3 separate regions of the Mus musculus genome follow, and all the other regions are linked to region 2. The links are chromatin contacts, called in public Hi-C and promoter capture Hi-C maps. All regions are on one chromosome and are shown on one strand. The core of a region is the stretch at or near the end of the contact, and the rest is flanking DNA. Distances in the headings are between cores, read along the strand shown.

Evidence for each region. Promoter capture Hi-C pulls out the DNA fragments that hold promoters and counts their contacts. Hi-C and Micro-C count contacts between places; a contact is called where the count stands out from the background.
Region 1: a contact with region 2 is called in a Hi-C map of uterus. The contact joins the enhancer-like site here to the promoter of Fhl3 in region 2. A contact is called at or near these places in 1 of 39 promoter capture datasets (liver), 2 of 484 Hi-C or Micro-C datasets (natural killer cells and uterus) and 2 of 9 other capture datasets (adipose tissue and liver).
Region 3: a promoter capture Hi-C map of trophoblast stem cells shows a contact between it and region 2, with 3 times the contacts expected there. The contact joins the enhancer-like site here to the promoter of Fhl3 in region 2. A contact is called at or near these places in 6 of 39 promoter capture datasets (cranial neural crest, embryonic stem cells, epiblast stem cells and 3 more) and 4 of 115 datasets of contacts at active chromatin or transcription factors (astrocytes, differentiating embryonic stem cells, embryonic midbrain and 1 more).

Annotation. Positions count from the first base shown.
Region 1 is chr4:124,956,766-124,960,845 of GRCm38.p6, forward strand. Gm12930 (a long non-coding RNA gene) reads right to left here. Exons shown (of 3, transcript XR_003955275.1): 3 at 1-1,481. Among named protein-coding and RNA genes, the nearest start is that of Gm32371, 15 kb to the right of the region's middle. Within about 2 kb of position 2,481, at least 13 of the 459 cell types and tissues checked have an H3K27ac peak or open chromatin away from gene starts, as enhancers often do. A contact at or near this core is called in adipose tissue and uterus, where this site is marked.
Region 2 is chr4:124,698,028-124,702,365 of GRCm38.p6, forward strand. It overlaps Fhl3 (four and a half LIM domains 3), which reads left to right and starts at 2,672. Exons shown (of 6, transcript NM_010213.3): 1 at 2,672-2,824.
Region 3 is chr4:124,315,159-124,319,125 of GRCm38.p6, forward strand. 1700021L23Rik (RIKEN cDNA 1700021L23 gene) reads right to left here. Exons shown (of 5, transcript NR_166446.1): 4 at 3,623-3,773. Among named protein-coding and RNA genes, the nearest start is that of 1700021L23Rik, 16 kb to the right of the region's middle. Within about 2 kb of position 2,308, at least 24 of the 459 cell types and tissues checked have an H3K27ac peak or open chromatin away from gene starts, as enhancers often do.

The sequences.
Region 1 (4,080 bases), core at 1,231-3,730, 260 kb after region 2:
CAAGAAACAGAAAAGCCAGTAGGACCACAGGGGGCCCATCAGGAAGCCTAGGCTTGGGACTCTTCTATCCTCTCTCCATAATGAATCCAGGAAACACCAAAATTCACCAGTTTCAACAGTGTTTCCCCTCAAGAGCTCTCCCTTCCATCCCCAGTGTTCTTGGCTGTCTTCTTCACTGTGGGTGGATACAGAAAGAAGAGTGGGAGGGGTTGTGCATCCACCTTCATGTAGGGAAGCAGATGCTGAGAAAGGACCCCTGGAAATTTTTTGTTTGTTTTTGTTTTTTGAGACAGGGTTTCTCTGTATAGCCCTGGCTGTCCTGGAACTCACTTTGTAGACCAGGCTGGCCTCGAACTCAGAAATCTGCCTGCCTCTGCCTCCTGAGTGCTGGGATTAAAAGCGTGTGCTACCAGGCCCGGCCCCCTGGAAATTTTTTAAGGCAACCAGAACCAAGCTTTGACTGAGCACCAGATGGTCATCTTTATGCCCCCTTCTTCACCCACACAGGCTGCCTCTTTCACACTGGTCCACCCAAGCTTATTGTCTCTGATGCTGCCTGCTCTCCTGCAATGGCATCCCCAAGGCGCACTAGTCTCTTAGAGGACAGTACTTCCAACCTCTCCAGTGTGTCCTTTTATTCTGCACTTGCTATCTGGCAGCTGCTGGCCTCTGGCTCCAGTCTCTATCTTTCCAACTTGCTCTTGGCCAAGAAGATGGCTCTACTCCAAAAGTCCAACAGTGTTCTTATCTCTGCAGCCTCCCTAAGGTCCCAGGGCCTGCAAAAAGTCCTTGGCATGTTGTTCCAGACCCCTCCTGGGCCCACCACTTTCCCTTCAGCTCCTAACGCAACTCAGGTCCTCTCTAAACAGGCACAGAATTCTCTCCACTGTCCCTACACCTTTGTCTCAGGGTATATCTGCCAGGATGTCTGAAGGGATGTCCAGAGGAGCCAGAGGATGGTTAGTGTATGTGTGATGCATCTGTATGTGTGCTGGAGGGGGTATACATATGTACGTGGGTGTGAACATGTGTGTGGAAGCAAGAGGTCAACTTTGGGATCCATTTCTTGGGATATCATCCACTTTGGTTTTTTGAGACAGGATTTACCACTGATCTGGAGCCCACCAAATGAGTTAGGCTGGCTGGACCCAAGCCCCCAAGATCTGCCTGTCTTTGTTTCTCCCATGCCGAGTGTCTACCTCTACCACCATGTCCAGAGCCTTAGGTCTTCATGCCTTCAAGGTAAGCACTGTACAGGCTGAAACACTCCCTTGGCCTTCTGGTCCCTTTCACGGGGTAGCTTCTTTATCAACTTCTCCACGAAGTCTTTCTTGACCACTTAAGACAAGTCATTGTCCTCCTCTGTCTCCCCTTCCACTGTGTGCTCCAGGATAACAACCTGTGGTGTCACCTTTCCATGGTGTATACTTCTTCAGGACAGGATCTGTGTGTCTATGTGTCCATAGAAGAGATCTATGTATCTGTGCCAGAAACAGAGTTTGGAGCCCTTTAGATACTAGATTGGACATTAATTTATTGAGTAAATGAATAAATCTGCCCATCGACCCATCCATCCATCTAGCATGTATCCCTCCATCTCCATCCACAAGAGTCCCTTTAAAAACCTTTTTTTGCCTGCATTATACATGTATGTACCACTTTCTTGCCTGGAGCTTACAGAGGCCAGAAGAGACTGTCCGATCCCCTAGAACTGCAGTTACTGCCATGTGGGTGCTGGGAATTGAACCCAGGTCCTCTGGAAGAGCAGCCAGTGCTCTTCACCACTAAGCCATCTCTCCAGCTTGGTCCCTTATTTGCAGTGTGTAACCCACTGCTTTAGCTTTCTACTTTAGAGAGCATACTGTCTCGTTTTACACAGCTTACAATGTACCCAGAAAGGAAGGCTCTACTGCACTCCTAGAGGACTTGGCCCCCCATGTGGCATGTGCCCAGAGGATCACTGACAACTTCCTTCCTGGGTATCCTTGCAGAAAAGCCCTTCCTGAGGCCACAAAGCAGATCCCCTGCAGACTAATTCACCAGTTGACTCTATGGGCAAGCCAGGCCTAATCACCCTTAGGCCCAGGCATAAGTCTACGTTGCCTGGATGCTTATGTGGATTGCTGTGTGGAATGAAGCCTTCTCTAAGAGGCCCCTAGCTCCCCAGCCTTCGTGACAGCCCCTGCAAGTCACAGTGGTGATGCCTAGTCACATCTGCAGGTAATTTCTTGCTCCATCTGCACTGGAGTGGATCTTATTCAGATCAGAACAACACCCTCTGTCCTTGTGCCATCTCTCGGGCGGGAGGGGCCCCTGTGTCCCCTGTAAAGCATGTTGCTCTAGCTCTTCACTGGAACCTTCTGTCTCCTAGCGAGCTCTGATGGCATTTGGAGTAGCCATGAGGTCAGCAGGCATGCTCACTACGAAGGCCTGGCCTCCAGCAGCTGGGTGCGTGCGCAAAAAAATTCTGGGCTGTGCTGCCTGACATTTGAAGTCATTTACAGGGAATAAGTTCCATGCTTGCACCCTGCTCAGCCTTTCGTAACAGCAGCCAAACTGTCCGCCCTGGACAGGACATAAATTCTGCTGCCTAGTCACTGGGCCAGCTCTTCTTCTGGAACTGCTTCCTTCCCGAAGCTTGCCGGGGGTGGGGGGTGGGGGGGGTGCAGGGGGCTGGTGGGGGGGTGCAGCTCGGGAAATGTTTCAGGAAACTGATGCAGTGTGGGAGAGAGTGCACAATATTAACAGATAAAGTGCAGGGGGCCAGCTTCTAGGCCAGGCAAGTGCCTTTGCTCTGAATGGTAGATCTTCTCACTTTTGAGAGATGTGTGGTTCCTGCTTCTGCTTCTGTTGTTTGTATGGAAGAAAGACCCCAAATGTGCCTGACACCCCACAGAAGGCCCCCACAGGGACACAGAGGTGCTCCTTCCCACCCACCCCCGCAGAGAGGCTGTGCACCCTTGGGGGAGGAATGCAGCCTCTCTGTATTCCAATTTCTATCTCTGAGAATGAGATCAGGGCCGTACCCATCTCGTGTGACCATTGGGGACACTATGTGACATGTTGCAGGAGCACTGGCCTCCGTGCGGTGGAGCTAACACTTGTTAGCAGAAAGCATCCTGCTTTTCTCTGTTCATACAACAAAATGCAGAGGTCCTACTGTTGCTGGGCAGTAGGCTAAAAATGTAGCACAGTTAGGGATACCAATTAGGACCATAGTCATTCATGTGACTTGACCTGCTGACTTAATTTTTCTGTTCATTGGCCCATCAGTGTGTGTGTGTGTGTGTGTGTGTGTGTGTGTTGTGTGTGTGTGTGTGTTGCTGGGAATTGAAATGCAGGCCTTTAGCATGCTAGGCAATTGCTCTACTACAAAGCATTAGACACAGTCAATTAAAAAGATTTTAAAAATTGAGACAAGGTCTAACTAAGTTACTCAGGCTGGCCTTGAACTTGCCATCTTCCTGCGGTAGCCACAGGAGCGGCTGGGACGAGAGGCATGTGCTCCCAGGCCTACCCGGCTTACCCTTTTTGTTATAAGAATTTCCAATGTCTAGGCATGGTGGTGTCTGCCTTTAATCCTCTAGCACTTGGAAGGCAGAGGCAGATGGATCCCCATGAATTAGTTCTAAGGCATTCTGGTCTACATAGCAAGTTCCAGGATAGCCAGAGCTACATAGTAGAGAGACCCTGTCTCAAAAACAGATGCCAGTGGAGGCTTGTTGATACTGCCTAGCTGAGCTTACAGATGTATCTAATAAGACACAGAACCTGTGATGACCTCTAACTAGAACCTCCGTGTTCAGATCTTCTCCTGATCATCATCTTCCTTGCTCTTTCCAAGGTCAGCTGATAGGACCTTTCACTTCAAGAAGTCTCTTCCTCCAGGAAATCTTCAAGAACTCCCCTCTGGTCTGGCTCAGGTGGCCTGATAGGTTTCTTCTTACAGCCATGAGGTTGAGGTTTGGGGGCTTTTTTTTTTTTTTCATGACTGAAAATGGACAGGTACTGGGTGTAGATGGCTCCCTGCCCTCCACAGAACCTACAGGACACAGGGCACAAAATAGAAGCCCTGTAAAT
Region 2 (4,338 bases), core at 1,422-3,921:
CTCAGCTCTTCTGGGAGGAGCTACACACTGGCTACTTTTTAGGTCAGCCTGACACAAACTAAAGCAATTTTGGAAGAAGGAAGATCAATTAAGAAAATGCCCCCACCAGATTGGCATGTAGGAAAGCCTATGGTACAATTTTTTGATGGTTGGTTGATGTGGAAGGGCCCTGCTCACTGTGGGTGGTGCCACCCCTGGGCTGGTGGTCGTGAGTGCTATAAAACAACAACAAATAACAACAAACAACAACAACAGGCTGAGAACTCATAAGAAACAAGCCAGTAAGTAGCATGTTCCACCATGGATTTTGCCCAGGCTCCTGCCCTGACTTCCCTTGAGCCGCTGCAATGTGGAATTGTAAGCTGAAATAAGCCCTTGGCTCTCTAACTTGCTTTTGGTCATGGTGTTAGAAAGCTAACAGCAAGCAGGCTCATGCACCAAGCCATCTCTCTAGCCCCCACACCCCTATTGCATTTTTAAAGAGAACTGACTCCAGAGGGTTGTCCTCTGACACAAGCACACAGGTACACTAGCACTAGCATGCACATGTGAGCCCACATACACACAAACCACCCAGATATACACCATATATATATGTATGTGTTTATTGGATAATTACATGAGTTTATATATGTGAAGTATTTAGGGAATGGTGCAAACTGGAAGCTCAGAGTTTTGGCTCTTGGTAAAGGCCTTCAATAGCACTTCAAGTCATAAAAAAAAGAAGAAAGACCCCAAGATGAAGCACCTTTACTGCTCACTAACAACTCTTCCTTTCCTGAAGGCTCTGCCCTAGTTATAGTTTCTATCGCCGGGAAGAAACCATGACCAAAAAGCAAGCTGAAGAGGAAGCGGTTTATCTGACTTCTACTTCATCATAGTGCATCACTGAAGGATGTCAGGACAAGAACACAAACAGGGCAGGGACCTTGAGGCAGGAGTTGATGTGGAGACCATGGAGGGGTGCTGCTTACTGGCTTGCTCCTCATGGCTTGCTCAGTCTGCTTTCTTATGGTATCCAGGACCACCAGCCCAGGGATGGCACCACCCACCATGGCACTGGGCTGGCTCTTCCTCCATCAATCACTAATTAGAAAAATGCCCTACAGGCTTTCTTACATCCTGATCTTATGGAAGCATTTCTCAATTGAGGTTTCCTCCTTACAAACAAACAAACACCTCTAGATTGTGTCAAGTTGACACAAAACTAGACAGTACAGTTTCCCACCATTGTCCCCACTTCAGGTCAGGACAGACAGACCCCTCTCGCTGTCTACTCCAACCAGGAATGATAGTGTTTCCTGCATTCCTGTACATAGAGCTCCCTAGACCTGGGAGACAAGTCCCAGAGGAAGGGCTCACCCTCAGACTGTCTGATAGTAGGTGCCTGGCAGGGAGTGGCAGGGGGTCCAAATGAAAGCAGTGTGTGACATTCATCCCTCATTTACTGCAGGTCAAACACTGGAGTAGATACTGGGAATGCAGTAGTGAAAAAAAAAAAAAAAAAAAACCGACCCAACCTCTGCCCTCGTGGCATTTGCAATTTAAGAATCAACAACATTTAAGCAATCCTTTAACTCTGAAAGAAAACCTGGCCTAGAGGCTGTCTTAGGACCTAGCAACCAGACCCCTGATACAGAAGGGAAGGCGCCACACCAGCCTTGAAGGGTCTTAATCCCCAAAATGCTAGCAAGGCTGGATGCAGCCTTGAATTAGGGGGGGCCTCTCTGGACATCTGAATCATCCCCGAGACGCAAAGGTTATTACCAGGGTTAGTTTGTTGTCTCTTGTTTTGCAAACAGCACAACAGAGCTCCCCCACCCCCACCCCGCCCTCCAGATCAAGGCTATTTATTCCTAGTGACAAGCCTGAGGATCCCAAGGGGGGTGGCCTCAAGGACCTGGATGGGCCTCGTGTCCCTGGCAGACACTAGTCCTCCCTTCCCGGAATAGGGTAGAAGCTGGAGGATCAAAAACTGCACAAGTTCCCTCCCTTCTTAACCACCCCTGCCTGCACCAACCACTCGCACTGTTCACACACCCTCTCGAGAAACCCAAAGCCAGGGAGGCCGAGGATTAGGGTCTCCCTGAGCCTCAAAGGTCAAAACTATTCCTGGGCACTATAGAAACCTCAGTGCCAGGGCACAGTTGAGGATGGGGAGGTTGTTGCCTGTGCTTTCGCCAGTCGCTTATAGAATAAAGCCCTTTGAAATTGAGGAGGATAAAGGCTCGCTCTCTTTAGCCCAAGTTTCTAGAAAAAAAAAAAAAACCTTGATCTCCGCTGGTAAGGCAGAATCAAAACCACGCCTCCAGCCGGCTGGATTAAGGCCTCCTTCCCAAGCTAAGGTTTAGTGTAACATCTGGGGATGAGCTAGAGGGAAAAGAGGAAGGGAGGTCTGGTCTCCAGATGGACTCTAGCTAGTCCTAGGAGCTCTGCACCCCTGGCCTGAGATCGCTTCCAGCCGTCCCCCGGGGTCCGAAGGGCGCAGGAGGCGGGTTAAGCTGCAGGGGGCGAGCAAGGAGTGGTCGAGGAGGTCAGAGCACCAGGTTCGACTGGGCTGGGCTCGCCGCAGGCAGGAGGGGGCGGGGTCTGGCCCTTGCGGGCGGGTTGGGGGCCCGGGGGCGGGGTCCGGGCGGGGCGGGCCCGAGCACTTCCTCGGAGGCTTAGGGCCGCGCGCCCACTCGCCCACACAGTCAGTCGCAGCCGGCTACCTCGCCGCTGCTCTCTCGGCCCCCCTCCGCCTGGCCCACAGGTAGGAGCCGCCGGGCGATCGGCTCCCGCCCCACCCACGCCGCGCGCGCCCAGCTCCCGCGCCCGCTTCGAGGTGAGAGTCCCCCGCCCCAGCTGCGCTCGGACCAGGGTCGCTCTCTGGGCCCCTCACCCCTGTCTTCTGCTGGGGCATCCCGAATTCGGGACCCCACGCGCCTGCACGGACCCCACCGCTCCGCGCCTCCCGGCCGGGCGGGGACCGCCAGAGTTGCAAGGGGTGGGGACCAAGTTTGAACTAGAAAAGCTACAGAGATCAGCAGGGTTGGAGAAACTGAGGCTCTTAGGGAGCCTGGTAGAACAGACAAGGACGCGCGCCCCAGGAGGCTACCGGGACCACTCCAACGAGGGCAGAGAATGGCCGGATGAACTTCTCGAGGCACGGCGGGGACCCGGGTTCTGGGGAGCATTTTAAGAAGCAAATGTATGGCCCCAGGGAACTCATTGCTAGCACCCTTCCCAGGGCCTTGGAGGGCCCCGAGGCTGGAGCTTGTTAGACTAGCGCTAAATCTGCCTCCCGGAGGCCTAAAGAGACTCTCAGGTCAGAGACATAGAGACGTCGAGAGAGACCAAGACTTGGATATGAACAGGGATAGAGATCCCCAGAGTGGAGGCCCTACTGGGACACAGCTCCAGAGATACAGGAACACCTTCACCCAAACACAAAGACGGGTACTGACTAAGCTCAAGGGTACTGAGAGGTACGGAGTGGAGGCTAGAGTTCGCTGAGGAGAGACACCTAGTGTGTTCACTGACAGCTGCCCCAGGCTTGAAAGGGTGGAGGCAAGGCTAGGGGGAAATTGACTCTTAGCCAGCCCATCCCCCAGGAGGCAGAGGACCTGAGGCTGTAAAGCTGAGCTGAAGAGAGAGAGAGAGCCCCATACACACACAGCCACTAAGACAGCGCCAACTTATTTTTAAACTCAAATCTTGGACGCTCTGCTTCAGCCCTAGGGGACTCTGGGGTGAATGAAATGTCCCTCTCCTGTTCTCGGAGCAGCTGCAGGATCTGCTCCCTTCGCCCTAAACTGCTTTGACTTCCAGGCCCTGTGGGGAAGAGGGGCAGTGGAGAGTTTGGGATTGGTGCCTGGTTGGGGGGGGGCTCTAATTTCTCCCCTAAGTCTCTTGTCAAGGGGGAGGGGTCTTCTCTGAGTTACAGCTGTGGGGTCTGGCCAGGGTCCTCCTGGACTTGGGATGGGCGGGGGGGGGGGGTTGCGGGAGGCGGGGAAGGGGGATATACTAAAGGGTTGAGCAGTTGGCATGGGTAATTGGAAAGACTTCTGGGTGTCTTCCAATGGCAGGCTGGCAGCCGGGGAAGACAGCCAGCTCTAGTGTATCTCCTGTTCGCCCTCCCTCCCCCCCAAAGGATGACTGCCCCTTCCACCACTACCAAAGCATTTCTAGGCAGAGTTCCCCTCTGATGGATAGGACACTTCTGCTCCAATTGCTGAACAGCCTTGGCCATGCCCCTAGCCTGCCCCTGGTATCTTGTACTGAGCTCTAAAGGGGACCTATACTCTGTCCTTCCTTTTCGTAAGCTGAGATGCAGTGGTCGTGGGGTGTGTATTTTGT
Region 3 (3,967 bases), core at 1,058-3,557, 380 kb before region 2:
TTAAAAGAAGCAAAAGTAATTTCTCCTCCAAATTTATAAGAATTTGTCTAGCAATCTAATTTGAAATTCAGAAATGAATAATTAAAAACACAATTATGGAAAAAGATTCATTGTTCCTACTTTTATTTCTTTTATCCTGTTGACAAATCTTTTCAGTTAATGTACCTGCTACCTGCTATGATTCCAACTCTGAAGGGTTTTCTTTATATATATATATTCTCTCTCTCTCTCTCTCTCTCTCTCTCTCTGTGTGTGTGTGTGTGTGTGTGTGTGTGTGTGTGTGTGTGTGTGTGTACGTGTATTATGCACATATGCATGCAATGCCAACAGAGGCCAGAAGAGGACATTAAGATTACCTTGAATAGGAGTTTCAGGTGGTTTTGAGGGACCCAATGTGGGTGCTAGAGGCCAAACCTATGTTTTCTGGAAGAACAATGGCAGACTCTTAACTGAGAAGACATCTCTTCATCCTGCTGTTTTCCTTTTTCTTTTTTAAAAATTAGATCTTTGATTATTGTATTCTTTCATATGTCTTATATTCATCCCCGAAAATGTTTTTATTTAGCTGAATTTGCTTTTTTTGTCCCCCATAGCTGTCTTTTATTTCCATGTCTTACTGGATATTTGTCATACTATCATTATTATTAATAATTATTATAATTTCATTACTGTTGTTTTGAGACAAAGTCTTTCTCACTGTTAAATCATAGATCTGGAATAGGCTATTACGGTCAGCTTTATCATCAGGTTCTATGTTTCCATTTTCAAAAGGATATCTTTTCTTTTTTAAGATTTATTTATTTCATGTACGTGAGTACACTGGTTGTCTTCAGATTACAGATGGTTGTAAGGCACCATGTGGTTGGCTGGGAATTGAACTCAGGACCTATGGAAGAGCAGTCAGTGCTCTTAACTGCTGAGTCATCTCTCCAGACCCTCAAAAGGATATCTCAAGACACACTGATATGTTTTGTAATGATGTGGCATGATGTGATGGCAGGGGTGGGGGGACCATTTCTTGGCAGACCCATGCTGAAGCATCTTCCCTGAGGTCAGCCACACGGATGGTCTAGTATAAAAAATGACGTTTATTTGGGATATGGGAAGGGGGTGTGGGGAAGGGAGTAGAGGCAAAGAAAGAAAGGGGACAGAGATGGACAGAAAAGGCAAGGAGAGAGAAAGAAGGGAAGAGGCCTACTGGGAACACGTGGAGAGGGAGAGAGAGGAGAGAGAGAAGAGAGAGAGGAGAGAAGAGAGAGACGAGTGAGGAGAGAAAGAAGAGAGAGGGAGAGACAGAGAGGGAGAGAGACAGAGATAGAGACAGAGACAGAGAGGCTAAACAGTCCTTTTATAGCAAGCCAGGCTCATACCTGGCTGTTGCTAGGTAACTGTTGGGTGGAGCCTCGAAGAAATGCCAACGCCCCCTATTTCTGTTCCCACAGCCTTTTCCTTTGCTTAGACCCTTGGCCTTTCTCTTAGGGGTTGTTACAAAGACTTTGTAGCTGCTTCCAGCACCTTAGGACAATAGCTGACCAAACAAACTCTATGCTTTCTGTCTGTCTTCCTCTCCAGTGGCATGTCTTTCGCTCTCTTCTCGTCAATACCTAAGGAACCAGTGTTTCTGAAGTGGTCAGACTTCCCCCATCTTTGTTAGCTTCCTCAGCTGTTGAGATGCTCCTTATAAACGTTGGCAACCTTCCACTCATCCCTTGGGGTTCAGTTCAAACACTGGACACAACGGGGTGTCTTTTCTCCTCTGTCCTTCCTTCCCTGATGTGTCAAGCCGGGTACCCAGCACCCCATGCTTCTCCACCACAGCACTTACGATGTGACATAGCAACCCTCTGTCACAGAGGTACCAGATTCAAGTACCTTAGGACAGGCATTGTGGGTGCCTTAATATGGGAATCATCCTACACACCTTTGCTTCTCTAGCCCTTGGTTAGGCAGGACCTCCAGTGTGATGACCTCGAAGCCAGTTCCCAAGAACAGTGCTCATTCTACGCCTGCCCTGTGCTTCCTGGTGCTTAAACTCAGCTAATGATTGACAGTGGAAGTAACAGGAAGGCCAGCTGCAAAGCTGGGTCTCCAGCTGCCGGTACAGAGGACATGCAGCTCAGGGTGCTGTCCATGGTAGAGGAGCCCAGGCTGGGGCAGTGACATGAGCAGAAGCCTCCAGGAAGGGCTTTCACAGAGAGCAGGCAAGCTCCTGGGAGGACGTGCCCTTCACAGCAATGAATGCCTGGTGGACTGTTGGGTCTGTCTTCTCTCCTTTTCCCACTGTTCTGGGACTATGACAGGGAGACTGTATGAGGCAACGTCCCCTAGAAGGCGCAGGAAGCTGCCTGCCGCCAGCTCTGTTCTTCTCAGTCTGTATTCATATCTCCTGGGTGAAGAGTTGGAATTCCCCTGGAAATCTGCCATTGTCGAACTATGTGATTCAGAGACTGTAATCCTTTGGCTAGGGACTTAACTTTCTCCTTTAATGTGTGATGGGAGGATCTTCTAACCATATAGAGCAATATGTCATGAGTAAGGATAGGTTTAAAGACTGTTTTATACAGGCTGTGGGAGAACTCAGAGGTGGAGGGAGAGCTCTGTGGTCATTTCACTCAGTCTCTCCCTGTGATGGATAGTCAGCACCTCCCTGAGGTGCCACCTCAGGGCAGGTCCAGTCAGTCTTTTTTGACAGCCCCACCCCTACCCCCGGTGTAGTCCCTAATCTTGGTCATCTTTCTGGCCTAGGGATCTGCACAGTTTGTTCCGCAAGGCTGCCCTGTGATGGAAGGTCTTCTGGAGTTGTATACATGAAATTCAGTCCCAGCTCACCTCCAGGGAGGGAAGAAATTTGTAGGGTGAAAAATGGAGCCTGTTGCCCTGGAGAAGATGGCCGCGAACGCCAGCTGAGTCCTAGTCTGAGAATGTTAGTGAGGAAAGAGCTATGACAGAATGGGTATAAGCCAGCTAACCTATGGAAGTGGGCCATTGAGGGTGGTTTGAACCAGCAGGCATGAGGGCACATGCTGTGGAACAGAGCTGTTCTTACAGCCTCTCCCCTGCCCAGGGCAGGAACTGACAGAAGAGTTGACCAGCATCCTTTGCTGCTCCATCTCTCTTTTCCCTGAATCCTCATTCTTCCTTTCTTCAAATTTTTCCTTCCTGCTTCTATTTCTGTTGTCTGTCTGTCTCTCTTTACCCCCTCTCTGTGTCTCTCTCTTGTCTGTCTCTCTCTGTCTCAGTCTCTCTTGTCTGTCTCTCTATCTCTCTTCTGTCTCTGTCTATCTCTGTCTATCTCTGCCTCTCTGTCTGTCTGTCTGTCTGTCTCTCTTTCTCCCCCTCATCCCTCTTCCTTCCCCTCCCAACCCCTCCCTCCTCTCTTTCTCTTCCCCTTCCTCCCTCCTGCCCTCCTTTTTCCCTTCCTTTCTTCCCTCCCCTTTTCCCTCTCCTTCCCTTCTCTCTTTCAATCCCTTCTGACTTTCTGCTTATCTTCTCTTTGTTTCTTCCTTCAGCCTGTTTCTGTGACTCTCTCCTCCTGCTGTCTTTTCTGCCTCTACCACAATGTCTGTGCCCCTCAGACCCTGTGATAATTCGAAGGAAATATACCAGACATGCAACAACTCACCACTCAGGCTGGTTGGGAGTTGGCTTCATTATCTGTTATCTTGGATGTCTCCTGTGTCAATGTCCCCTTCCTCAAGTGGAAGTCTCTTCCCTACCCCATCTGAAGGGCAATCTCTGCATCCATTGTGGGGAAAGCCAAGAGCAGGTGATTTCTACAGTGGGCAAATAGTATTCATAGATGAAAATTCATATCCACAGATATAAAAGAATTTGCTTTAGGAATTATTTTAAAAGCTGGTGCACTAAAACTGTGATACAATTCACAAAATTAGTTTTTTGAGCAGCTTCTCTGCAGAATCCCTCTTGGGTATGGTGAGTTCATATCCGACTCTTCAATTTCTGAGAG